Linked DNA regions of Zea mays: regions 1 and 3 are each linked to region 2. The links are chromatin contacts, called in public Hi-C maps. All regions are on one chromosome and are shown on one strand. Each heading gives the region's core, a stretch centred on a gene start, on an enhancer-like site or on the middle of the called end of the contact. The rest is flanking DNA. Distances are from core to core; before and after follow the strand shown. Region 1 holds the start of LOC100285271 (RNA pseudouridine synthase 4 mitochondrial). Region 2 holds the start of LOC100276165. Region 3 holds the start of LOC103632375.

What was found. A called contact is a pair of places that touch in the nucleus more often than the background predicts.
Region 1: a contact with region 2 is called in a Hi-C map of leaf, with 4 times the contacts expected there. The contact joins the promoter of LOC100285271 here to the promoter of LOC100276165 in region 2. A contact is called at or near these places in 3 of 25 Hi-C or Micro-C datasets (ear, endosperm and leaf).
Region 3: a contact with region 2 is called in a Hi-C map of leaf, with 5 times the contacts expected there. The contact joins the promoter of LOC103632375 here to the promoter of LOC100276165 in region 2. A contact is called at or near these places in 2 of 25 Hi-C or Micro-C datasets (ear and leaf).

Annotation. Positions count from the first base shown.
Region 1 is chr7:53,123,006-53,127,160 of Zm-B73-REFERENCE-NAM-5.0, reverse strand. It overlaps LOC100285271 (RNA pseudouridine synthase 4 mitochondrial), which reads left to right and starts at 2,859. Exons shown (of 10, transcript NM_001367216.1): 1 at 2,859-3,182; 2 at 3,826-3,897. The coding sequence starts at 2,862.
Region 2 is chr7:53,614,655-53,618,738 of Zm-B73-REFERENCE-NAM-5.0, reverse strand. LOC100276165 reads left to right here and starts at 1,967. Exons shown (of 4, transcript NM_001374097.1): 1 at 1,967-2,413; 2 at 2,513-2,650; 3 at 3,887-4,074. The coding sequence starts at 2,316.
Region 3 is chr7:53,315,055-53,319,093 of Zm-B73-REFERENCE-NAM-5.0, reverse strand. LOC103632375 reads right to left here and starts at 1,880. Exons shown (of 11, transcript XR_004851434.1): 1 at 581-1,880; 2 at 344-481. It overlaps LOC100273980 (Triacylglycerol lipase 1), which reads left to right and starts at 2,079. Exons shown (of 9, transcript NM_001360522.1): 1 at 2,079-2,331. The coding sequence starts at 2,143.

The sequences.
Region 1 (4,155 bases), core at 1,610-4,109, 490 kb after region 2:
GAGCGCTGCACATGGAGATGAGGTAACATATTTTGTACTAATAAATTTGTTTACATATTTACCTTATCTAAATCTTGTGTTGTATGTACCAGGATGAGAAGCACACTGAGGACCAGCACAAAGAGGACGTGCAACACAATGAGGAGAAGTAACACAATGAGAAGGTGCATCACGTGACATGGGAACAGGCCGTGCAGCAACACCAGCCATGGGACTAGTGGGACTACTAGAGAGAGCAGCAACAGGTGTGGGACCTGGGCCCAATAGGCCCAACCGACTGACAACCCGATGGATGGTGCCTCTGGAGGCTCTTCAGCGACACACACACGTCGCTCAAGAAAAAGCCACATAGTAAAGCCTCGTCTCGCGATAGAGTGAGAGGCTGATAGGATCTTAATCATGCCTCATGGAGATCGGTGAGTGTAATATATTAACTTGTCTCATATAACTATTATGTGTATTGTTAATGTTTTTGTGTAATGCAGGAATTGGGAGGATCTGCCTTTGATGGTGAAGGACACCACACTCAGGTGAACCTTACGTTGGGTTCTCTTTGCCGCCTTCACTACCCTGGTATAGTGAAGGTGTCAGATGGAGATAGCGTGGATGAGGTGCTCGTCAATACCTGGGACGAGTACAAGTTAAAAAAGAACGAGACCACACCGACAGACAGGGACTTGTGCGTCATGACTTTTGGGTATGAATTCTCTATTATTTTTGTTTTGTTTCTTAATATTTTAATTCTATGACTTATACCATTGTATTTGTATTTTTATGTTGTAGCTTTGATATCGGTTGCCTGATAGAGAGGATTACATGGGGCACGCTGAACGTGTGTTCCAAAACAATGCAAAGAAGCTGGTGAAAGATACCATATATTATGTGAGAATTCAAGCTACAAATCTGCATTTTCAAAATCATCCTGAAGAAGCAGGCCCCTTGAACAAAAACGAAGGGTCCTCAAAGAAATATTTGACTGAGGATCAATATCGTGAGGTTAGTATTCAATTTGTTTTACCCTTTTTATTAATTGTTATGATTGATATAATACGTAACATTATGTGTGCAGGTGATGGTTTCATGGATGGCACCCGTGCCTGATGCGTACTATGCTTGGTGTCGACATTGGGCTTCCGAAGGCTTCTAGAAAGCATCGGCGCATCACAGGAAATGTCGAGGAACCAATCCTAACCACAAGTTTGGCGGCAACGACATGCTCCGAAAAGCTAAAAGAATAATAAGTTTGATCTAGCTATGTTGATCACCAAATAGTACGATCGCTTATGGATGTTTTTTGTTTATATAGGAAGCTACGTGTGGCCAAAAGCCTAGTGACATTGAGGTCTACCAGGAGGGCCACAAAGGACCAGACCCTAACAACCCTGACTAGCTCTGCAGCCAGACGACCACGGATCGGCTGGTGAGTTTTGGCCCAAAATTACAAACATTCAAAGTATAGAAATTTCTGCATTTATAAGTTTGTGAATGATGTATAGGCGGTATATGAGGAGAAGATGGTTCGGTGCTATGGCCCTGACTTCGACTGATGACATGAACCGGTGGATCCCTCGGTGGTGTACTCAAGTGGTGGGGGAAAGCGCATGGACGGTAAGCTCTAACTTATGAAATTACATGGTTGATACTAAATTGATCATGCAGTAATCACAATTTTTGAATCACTTATAGATACACACTCTTCAACGGATTCATTGACTCGTCGTCAGTGAGATCTCAGAGGACGGGTTTGTCTTCCCGTAGCTCGTGCTCTCATCGATCGAACGAGCAGGAGTTGGAGATTATGAGGATCCGTGAGGAATGAGACAACAACGCGAATTTATGGAGGCTTGCAATGCACATAACCAAACGATGTATCAAGTGAGTATACATAATCCAAACTCTAAATTCTTATATTTCAATACAACAACTTCAATAGTAACACATATGTTTATCAGTTAATGCACTTCAATAGTACTGATATTCAGAATTCTTATTGATCAGGAAATTGGAATACACTTGAAGTTAAAGCAAAGGAGAAAGGATCGAACACTTAAATTTTATGATTCACACTACTCTGCCACATAGGTCCTCGGAACCCTCTGTAAGCCCTTGACTTCACCTACTTAAGTGAACAGTTTTTTCTTATTTATTGATAATGTTAATAATGTTATGGATTTTGTGTAGGATATTGTTTGCACGTTAGAATGGGAATCAATCGGTGTCCTAACTTGTGGTAAGGAAGCAATGACAGAAGAATGAAATTTTTCACCACCCAAGGATCTCAATCAGAATTTTAGGCTCATTCATACATTTACTAAACTCATGAACATTTATATGTGGCTCTATTGTGGTGGGTTACATGAATAGATTTTTTGCATTTTCTTCGTTTCATATGGTGACATATTTGTTACTGTGTGTACATTATTTAATGGAACTCTTACGACATTGTATTGTTTGTTTTGTTCTATATAGTCTTAACATTTTATAAAAAAATTTATGTATCGTCACAATGTATGAATATTGTACTATCATATATAGAAGTCTGCATGTTGCTGGTGGTTGATGTGGCAATGTTGTTGTTTCGTTGCAACTTGCAACGGCTCACCTAGTAAAAGAAACCTAGCAAGAGAAGAGAAGAGAAGAGAAGAGAGAATGTGCCGTTGCAAGCTAAGAACGTTGTACAATTATGTTTGTGCCATGCGTTCAGAAACGTTGGTTTGTTTGGCTATAGGCCCAAACCCAGCCCATCTACGTGAATGAACATGAATTTTCCTCTTCCGTCTTCCGGCTCGTTTTCGTGATCCAACGGCTACAAAAAGCGGGAGTGGGCTGGAAAGGCCGAGAGAGGCTCGATGGCGATCAGGATGCCGGCGCTCATCTTCCGCCGCCGGGCGGCCGCCGCAGCTCCAAAGCCGATACAACAGTACCTCGCTGGTCTATCCACCGCAGTGGAGCACGTTATTCCAGAAGATAACGGTCACATTGCCGGTGGGGAGGAGAACAAGAAGCGGTGGGTGGAGCTTCCTCCCTTCGCACCACTCGACGCCAACGCCACCGCTCGAGCTATCTCTCGGGGAGATGGTGGGGAAGGAGCATGCTCCAATGCCACGGCTATCAGGTGGGTCCGACACTGCTGCCCACACGTACCAGCGTCGCTGGTCCAGAAGCTGTTCCGCCTCCGCAAGGTGCGCGCGCCACGTTCTCGATCAAATGCTCCACTGTGTATCCTCCTCCCTCAGTTACTCCGCGTAGCTTAGAAATTTAAACATGATAAAGATTCATGTTTGTCTTGTGATCGTCCATGATTAGCTTTTTGCCTGGTCCTCATGGACAGTGATGGATTTCTACTTTTACTGTAAGGATGTGCAAAAAAATAATCTATTTTTGTGTGGATGGGTATGGATGAGCGTGTGTACATACTGGAACCCCTCCCGCATCGGATGCAAAATTTGACCTCATGCAGATCTGTATTAGTGATTTTTTTTTTTGTAAGCGTGAGGTACTTCAAGTTGTTTGCATTATTTTCTTTGTTAAAGAACATTCTAGAGCATACAATTTTGTAGGGAATATAATTCCAAAAGTAATGAGGGTAAATGCAGTAGTTTAGCATTCTATTTTCGTGTTTTACTTTCCATGATAAAAATTACATGTAAAAATATTTATTTTATGATTTATAAAAGTTCTTTTTGGGAAATCCAATCCCCCCCCCCCCTTACTTTTGAACAACTGTTATAGTATTTCTCTTTTATCTCTTGAGTTGTGCTCCATATAATAACAGTTTTCCTCCTGTAAGAAGATATTTATTTTCATGTCTATTCACTGTTGCAGGTGAAGAAGAATCTGGTGACTGCTGATACCTCTTCAACAGACAGTATTACTCTGCAACTCCGGTTGAGAAGGGTAATGAATGACGAATAAATCAGAAATACCTGACATTCTGAGTTCTAATTTTCACTTATATGCTTTTACATAGCATTTTTTGTATCATATGTCTAGTTTGGAAATTGGGATACATCATACATTGCTGGCATATGCACAGTTATAAGAAAATATGAAAGTTTGATATTGTTTGAAATAAAATAAATCTGTTATCTGAGTTAAGTATAATTTAAGGGGTGTGCTTCTGCAGTGATTTCTTAAAATGTTTTATCATCTTAA
Region 2 (4,084 bases), core at 718-3,217:
AACTAGGCAATCTAGTTAGTCCATAAGATTTGTGTTGGTTGTCAAGCACCAAAATCAATTATAGAAAATGGTTAAGACCATTTCCCTTTCAGATGGGTCCACAGCACAAAGCGGGGAAGCGCGCGCGGGTGTGGGAGTTGGCCCCCATAGGTGGGATCGAGCTGGTAGAGAGAGGAGGGGCGCGGGCGCGCGTGGGGCAAGCTGAGCCTAATGGGCCGAAAGGCTGAGGGGAGAGGAGGTTGCGGGCTGCTTTTGCTTTTTTTTATTCTGAATTTCTAATATCTTTTCTTTTTATTTTCTCTTGGAATTCAAATCCAACCAAGCCACAAACTCAAATTTAAACATTTCAAGCATATGCATCAAACAAAGATCAAAGTTTAAACTCAACATGATGCAACAATTCATGTCTCCCTAGGGTTTAGTCTACCGAAGTATTAATACATATCCAAATAAATTAACCAACCCTCTAATAAAAGGAAGAGAAAAAGGAAACTATAGAGAGGAGGAGAGTTGTAAGACCTGAATTTGGTAGGTACTAGAGAAGAAATTTTATACCACAAATTTAGGGTGTTACAATACATTGTATTGTCTCAAAATAGTAACTTAACGCGACAGGACGTAATAATGCGCCTGAGCGGTTGGTTTACTCCTCTTCGGTGCCGTGTTACGCCAAGGGGTGGTAGTGGCGTGTAGTTTCCTGAAAATCTACATGACACTTGAAGGCTTCTAAAGATATAAAATGTACCATCTAGGAGAAACGATTGATAACCACAAAAAACATTATCACTCCCCCTCTTTGTTCTAGGCAAGCCCAAAACAAAATCCATAAAAATATCCTCCGGAGGTGCACTAGGAACATGAAGTGGTATATAAAGACCATGTGGGTTAAGTCAGGATTTAGCTTTGTTGCACGTGGTACAACAAGAGACGTAGCGCTCAACATCACGATGCATCCTAGGCCAAAAGAAGTGAGTGAACAACACATCTAGATACAGAGGAGCGCTTGACAGAGAGCATCTTGAGAAGAGCACTTGGTTGGGAGAGAAGGACCGAGGAAAAGCGAAGGATGATATGGTCACATAGCGACAGACAATAGGTCATTAAGCGAAAACGACAAAAGTTTAGTTAAGAGAGATTTTCAGTCCCACCCAACTAAAGTTTAGTCCCTATCATATCGGATTTTTTAAATGATAATTAAATGTATTAAATATACTCTAATTATAAAACTAATTACATATATAGAGATTAAAAGATGAGACGAATCTATTAAATTTAATTAAGTCTATATTTAATACTCATAATTAATATTTAAATATTTGACGTGATACGATCTAAACTTTAATCAGATGACCGAACACTCTCGTAGACTATGTTTAGCACAATTGTTGCTTGTTGGAAAGCAACTCATCTGAAAAGGTTTTGTTTGTTGACTGTTTTTAGTTCATTCTGTAAAGCACCTGAACTGATAAGTTGTTGCAAAGCGTTCTATTTAGCACACCTTCTGTTTAAATATATGAAGACGCTGAAAATAAGATGTGCCAAATAGGTCATATATGCTGCAGCTTATCTATTATTATACTCATATTTAAACTATGGGGGTGTTTGGTTAGAGGGACTAAAGATTAGTCTCTAGTTTTTAGTCTCATTTATTCCTTTTTTGCCAAACACTAGAACTAAAATATGGACTAAAATGATTTAGTTTTTAGTCCTTTACATATGTGCTAAAAGGGAATAAACCATATTAATTTCACATTTAATCCTCATTTAGTTCAATTGTACTAATAGCAGGAGAATGTTAAAGGTCATTTTAATCTTCTTATGAGTTATTTAGTATATTCTTACTATTTTTAGCCTCTAAAACTAAACATGGTAGCGACTAAACTTTAGTTCCTAGATTAAAGAAACCAAACATGCCCTATATTATGTGAATGCAAAATAATGTTTTGGTGACCGGTGAACTGCTGGCAACAATCTTATAACTGAGTTTTGACGTCGTCGACGTCATCAGCATCACCTAGCGTCGAAGCGGCGTCGCATCAGTGTAGAGGAGGATGGGGAGGAGAAGAGATCGAAGCGGCCGTGGACGCAGCGCGAGGAGGCAGCAAAGCAGGTTGGGCTGAGGGGTAGCGCGGGCGACCACTGACAGATTGGAGCAGCAGCAACCGGCAGGCGCGGAAGGTGCAGCGGAGATAAGTAGTGTGATTCAGGTTTGGACCGGACCATACCAGGCTGAGGCCCATTAATGATGCAATTTGCTGGGCTTCTTTATTTTCTCCGTGCTTCCATCCTCTTCTCCGTCGGCGGGGAGAAGTGAAATGCCGTGGAGATGGGCGGCGGCGGCGGCGACGAGAAAGCTCACCGGGATCTCTCAGTCGCGAGTTTCAGTAGCCTTTACCGGCCGTCTTCTCTACCGGTAGAATTGTATCTTCAAATCTTCCCTTCAAAATTCCATGCCCTAACTGACACGAGATCTCTCGTCTTATTGTCTGCGTCATGCCAACTTTGGCTTCAGCTCGTTCGGAAGCGACTCCAGTGAAAGCCGCAAGAGGTCACTGCCACGGGGGGTCGTATCGATCGGGGCCATCAGCCTTGCTGGAGGTCTCGTGCTCAGCGCCGTCAACGACCTCGCCATCTTCAATGGATGCACAACGTCAGCTTCTTCTTTATTTTGGCTTCCTCCCCCCAATTCAAAATCAATCCTGCAATATCTGCACTTGTGTTTCTAACATGAACATGTTTGGATTCCATGAACCAACTGTTAGCTAGCTAGTTAATTTTAGCTCAAATTAGCTCTAATGCATTGGGCGAATGGCTATTTTTTTAGCTGTCTTTAACTAGTTGTTAGCCAACCAAAGCAAATTTGAGCTAATTTTTAGCCAGCTAGTAACTATTTATGTCCATGTGTATCAAACAGGCCATATATTACGCTCCTCAGTTACTAGAGAGAATTGATTTGCATGCAAACAACTGCTAGAAGGCCTTTACTCGTATTTTAATCTCCTGTTACTAGAGAGAATTGAATTGCATGTAAGCAAGTACTAGAACTCGATAGTTTGATTACTCAGGAGCAAAGAGATGTGATTTCTTTCCGCATCTTATTTAGCTGCACTCCAGTCCACTCCAAGCCACGCGTGGTTTTGGAGTTTGGACATGGGAGGGGTTCAACCCACGTGGATTGAACTGAACTGGAATAGGCATTGCAAAGTTTGTGCTGTGTTCCCAAACCCAAACTGTTGCCTTTTTTCTTGGAGTATCAAGGGAGGTCCAAACATATTGCCATTTTTAGAGTATCATAGGGATATCCAAACATTTTGCCTCTGTTCATGCATCAGTGCCATGTGAACTTTAGGAATCCATTTTGGGAACAATCAAATGCCCACCATTGGATATCAATGGTAATGTCTAATGTGTTTAATTACAATTTATCGCACAGCACTCGCTTTGAATTTTGAATTCATCTGAGAGAACCATAATGGCACTCTGCAATCTGGTTGCATGGTAATTTATTGGTTTAGTGAATGGTGCATTTTTCTATAAGGAAAGCAAGAACAGTGGGGTTAAGTCCGCACAGTGTCATGTGTTTGGTCTCCATTGCTTTAGTCATACAGAGTAATTAACGTATTTCTAGCACTCATTTAAATTTTAATAAATTCTAGCCATCTTAATTTACTTTCCTTTTTATCTTGATTTATATTTATCTTTTTTCTTTGGTCCTCAGCCATGAAGTTTATGCTATCTTAATAATGTTCTTCTAGATGCGTATGCACACCATTTCCCATATATACTATTGTTGTCTCATGCAGTGGTGGAAATTTAGTTGCATGTAACATTGCATTTTTCTTTGTTTCTTTTAAAGGAAAAAAATTACAAGTTTGAATGCTTTCAGGAAGGCAATTGAGCATGCTGCTGACAACCCTGCTGTTGTGGAAGCAATTGGAGTGCCTATAGTCAGAGGACCGTGGTATGATGCTTCTCTTGAGGTGGGCCATCGACGGCGGTCTGTGTCATGCACATTCCCTGTATCTGGGCCACATGGGTCAGGATTTCTCCAGATTAAGGCAACCCGAGATGGAGGTTTGTTTTC
Region 3 (4,039 bases), core at 631-3,130, 300 kb after region 2:
CAAATTACTGAAAAATGCATTTTCTCAAAAAAAAGAAAGAAAACAACAAACAACTTAATTACTGAATTAGTTTAATATGCTAAATAATCCACACTGTGCCACACTGTTTCCCATATTTTATTCTTTTCAATGAACACGGCTCAAGACAATGGGCAATTTCCTCAAGATACTGAATTGTACCGTTTACTTAGAGCACAAATAAGATGTGCCATTACATAGACTTCTTTTAATTAGTAACTTAATCATAATTACGATTCAAGAATGTTTCCCTTTTATTTGCCAACAGATTTCTGCTATGTTCAAGATTGGGAACAGCAAGGAAGTTCTTCCAATACCTGATTACCTTTCGCAGCACTACAAGGACTTCATTAGGAAGTGTCTGCAACGTGACCCATCCCTGCGGATGTGAGTATGTGACACCAGCTTCATCTCTCAATTCCGTGAAGGGAGTCGCGTGGTTTTTCCCTGCATCTATACCACCCTATAGGCAGATTGTTAGTGGGTAGGGATTTCTACGCAATCTGCCTATGCTTAGTACTATTTAGCGGGTTTAAAGTACACACGGATCTCTAGATATCACCTGAGGCATCTGCGTCCGGTAGAACACCCTGGGCACTGCATGCCCACGAGCCCGGACTTTGTCCATGACTCCGGACCAGAACTGTGCTGCGAAATCCGCAGCCTGCGCGTAGATGCGGACGCTGGTCCAGTAGCAGCCATCGTGCAGGCGAGAGTTCAGGACCATGACGTCTGGAACACGATCACCGGACATGAAGTAGGACCGGATGAGCTGCCGGAAACCTCTGTTCCGGAGGGAATGCAAGCCGAGATAGTTCATGCTCATGTTCCAGTGGCCGTTGAAGATGCTTGTGATCCTTAGAGTCCCTGCCCCACCAATGGGATTGGTGAACACTGCATCAAACTGGCGTGTCACAGCAGACGTGTCCGTGATGCCGAGGACGAAGGTGAGGAGGTTCCGGATGGTGTCGACGTGGTTAGAGTCGCCCCAGAAGAAGAGCCACTTCCCGTCAAGGCACCACCACGACGCATCGGCCACAAAGAGCTTGAAGGAGCAGTGCGCCGAGTACACCCACCCGTTGCTCTCCAGCGCGCCGAGCGGCCCGTCGCACCACGGTGCCTTGCACGGGTGGTCCAACTCCAAGCACCGGTACCGCCCCGCTGCGTCTGACGCCCAACCACCGGATACGGTCACCAGATGCCAATGGGAAATTTCTAGGATCCGGCTGGGTTCTAGGATTCGGCTGGGTTCTGTGCCAGGTACCTTGCTGGTGAATAGATAGAAGATGCGACACAAGCTGCGGAGGAAGGGGGCAGATCCGAGGATTTTAGGAAGATGTTGGGATGGGGTGCTGGATCCGCTTCGAGCATGGCAACGGTTACCGCAGCAGGCCAGGCGGGCACCGCGGAGGCCGAGGTCGAGAAGGCGGAGTAGTACCTGGCGCCGCGTGTCGCGGGGAGCGAGGCGAGGATGGCGGGGCGACACCTTCCATCGATGGAGCGCGGGCGCGATGATGGCGGGAGCGGCGATGGAGGATCCCTGGAAGGGCGCGACGGAGAGCAGGGCGGGCGGGGCATGGTGCACCAGGGGAGAGGTCGCTCGCGCGAGGGCACACGGGGGCACAACTCCATGGAGAGGGCGGACGCGGAGAGAGCCTAGCGCGGCGATCCAGGGCGGAGGATGTCACGGACGCGGGATCTGGACGCGGATTGCGGGAGAGAGCGACGATTGCGGGAGACAGGCGGGGGCGGTTGCCGCGGGGCGAGCATGCAGAACCGTGCTGAATGTGAACGTTTACAATAGAGGCTTAATGAGTAGTAGAGAGCTAAGCATTTCGTGTTGTGCTGGTATAAAAACGGTATATGTGGTTGTGCTATTCATTATGACTAAATTTAAGGCACGACATAATACGATCATTGGAACCATATTGGTTTGGACTATTTTTTATGTCAAATTGTATTTTGGACTTCTATTTTCTAGCATTGTTCGGGTACTTTCATGTCTTGCCGGAGTAGAAATATCGGGTATGCATGCACTTGGGTTGCGTCTGGTCGGACGGGTGCATCTAAATCCGAACCCCCCCGCTCTTGGTCAGAGGGGGAGTAAAGCAAACAACGGCGGACATGGTGCGCCCAGGAAAAGCGCTTGCGGCGCCCCAGCTCCTCCTCCTCGTGTTCCTCTGCCTCCTAGCCGGTGGAGCCCGCGCATCCCCGCCCACAGACGCGCTACGCCGCGTCTCCCCGCGCGCGGGGGCCGGTGGCCTCTGCCAGCAGCTGCTCCTGCCGCAGGGTTACCCGTGCACCGAGCACACCGTACGTACGTCATTCCCGCTGCCTGTTCTTGATCTTCTTGTCTCTTGCAGTCGAGAGTTAATTCTTTGTTACTTTGTGCTCTGTTGTTCCGGACCGAATTGTTAGCATCGCAACAAGGATCGGTTGGTTGGGTATGACTAGCTTACTAGATTGATTGCATTATGGTAAGGCATTGGTTTTTTTTTTGTCTCAATATCGTTGAGCGCCCCATTAAAGGAGGGCCGGGATTGGTGTTGCAGTAACCATCACCCATCTGGAAATCGCGTTCTTGTATCTATCGCTGAATAATGAGCCCAATCAGACACCGCGAGGGAAGACTGGAAGAGTCAATATTTGTTCCAGTTTCAATTGGAGTTGCCGTAAAACCACTGGACTCTGTCTCTCAGGTCCCTTTCTGAGATGTGGAAAGCAAAGCCAACACATAATGGCCCCTAGGCTTCCATTAGTATTTTCTCTACAGTCTATGGCTCTAGGTTAATCAGAGCAAAGTGGCTTCTATCCTTGCTTTCCACTCCAAGCAAAGGAGAAAGTTTCTGACAGACAGACTTTGCTTATACTTCTGTAATTTGAGTGTTGATGCCCGGTCCCAAGGAACACAAGGCTTGTTACGGCACCACTATGTGCATATGAACTGTGAAAAATTTCTTTTAGTTCTCCATTGTGTAAAATACCTTTTATGGTTTCATATTGCTTATTGCTTTAACCTTGTACCCCTGCCAACTAAGGGAATGTTCGTCTACAAGGGATTGAATCTCCAAGTGGATCTAATCCATGGAGGGATTGAGTGGATCCCTCCCTTCACTTAATCCCCTTGGGGGTTGAATCCCTTTATGGTTTAATCCCTGCCCCCAAAACGTTTATTTGGTTAATCCCTGCCATTTGCAACAGAATTCATAAACAACAAGTCGCAGCATGTGTTCTGAAACATGCAAGTCCGAATATGACTGCACAAACGAAGAGCCAAGATGCAAGTCCCTGCCATATGCAATAAAGTGCAAAACTTGAATTCAATCACAAACGAATAAGAAGATGCAAGTTCGGCCACTTGAATTCAATGCTGAGTGAAGTGTCCCTAGCATTTTGAATCCTAAAACTGAAATACACTTCTTTAAATTCTGAAACTGAATGGTGTCCCTAGTTTTCTCAAACTGAAACAAGTATCAACATGTGTTCTGAAACATGCAAGCAGGGAAAAATCTAAGTGTCTCCATATCAAATAAGGCATATAGAAATCTACATCAAGACTAGCAGCATGTGTTCTTCTCATGTCACCAAAATGCCATGCCCAGTCATGCCTTGGACGAGGAACTTGGGCTCCAAAAGAAAATGTCACCAATTGAAGAGAGTCTCCAACAAGGTGGCAACCACACCTACCAGGTCACACATGACCTGCACAATTGCCATAGGAAACAACATTATATTAATTAATTTCCAATCAACAGTTGCAGCTTTTATGAAAGATTTAAACAAATGAAGGCAAGAAATACAGATGAGTGTTGGTGAATAGACTATTTTGCTCCAGGTTGCTGCACAAGACACCACAACTACTCCGTCTAAAGAAACCCAATGACATAATAGAACTTTGAAATGATAAATAAGCAGTAAAGTGTGCTGCTCATTAAATAAGAAGTGCTAAACAACAATAAATATGATATGTTAACTAATTTACAGACTTTGAATATATCATAAGCAAAAGGTCATGTACAAG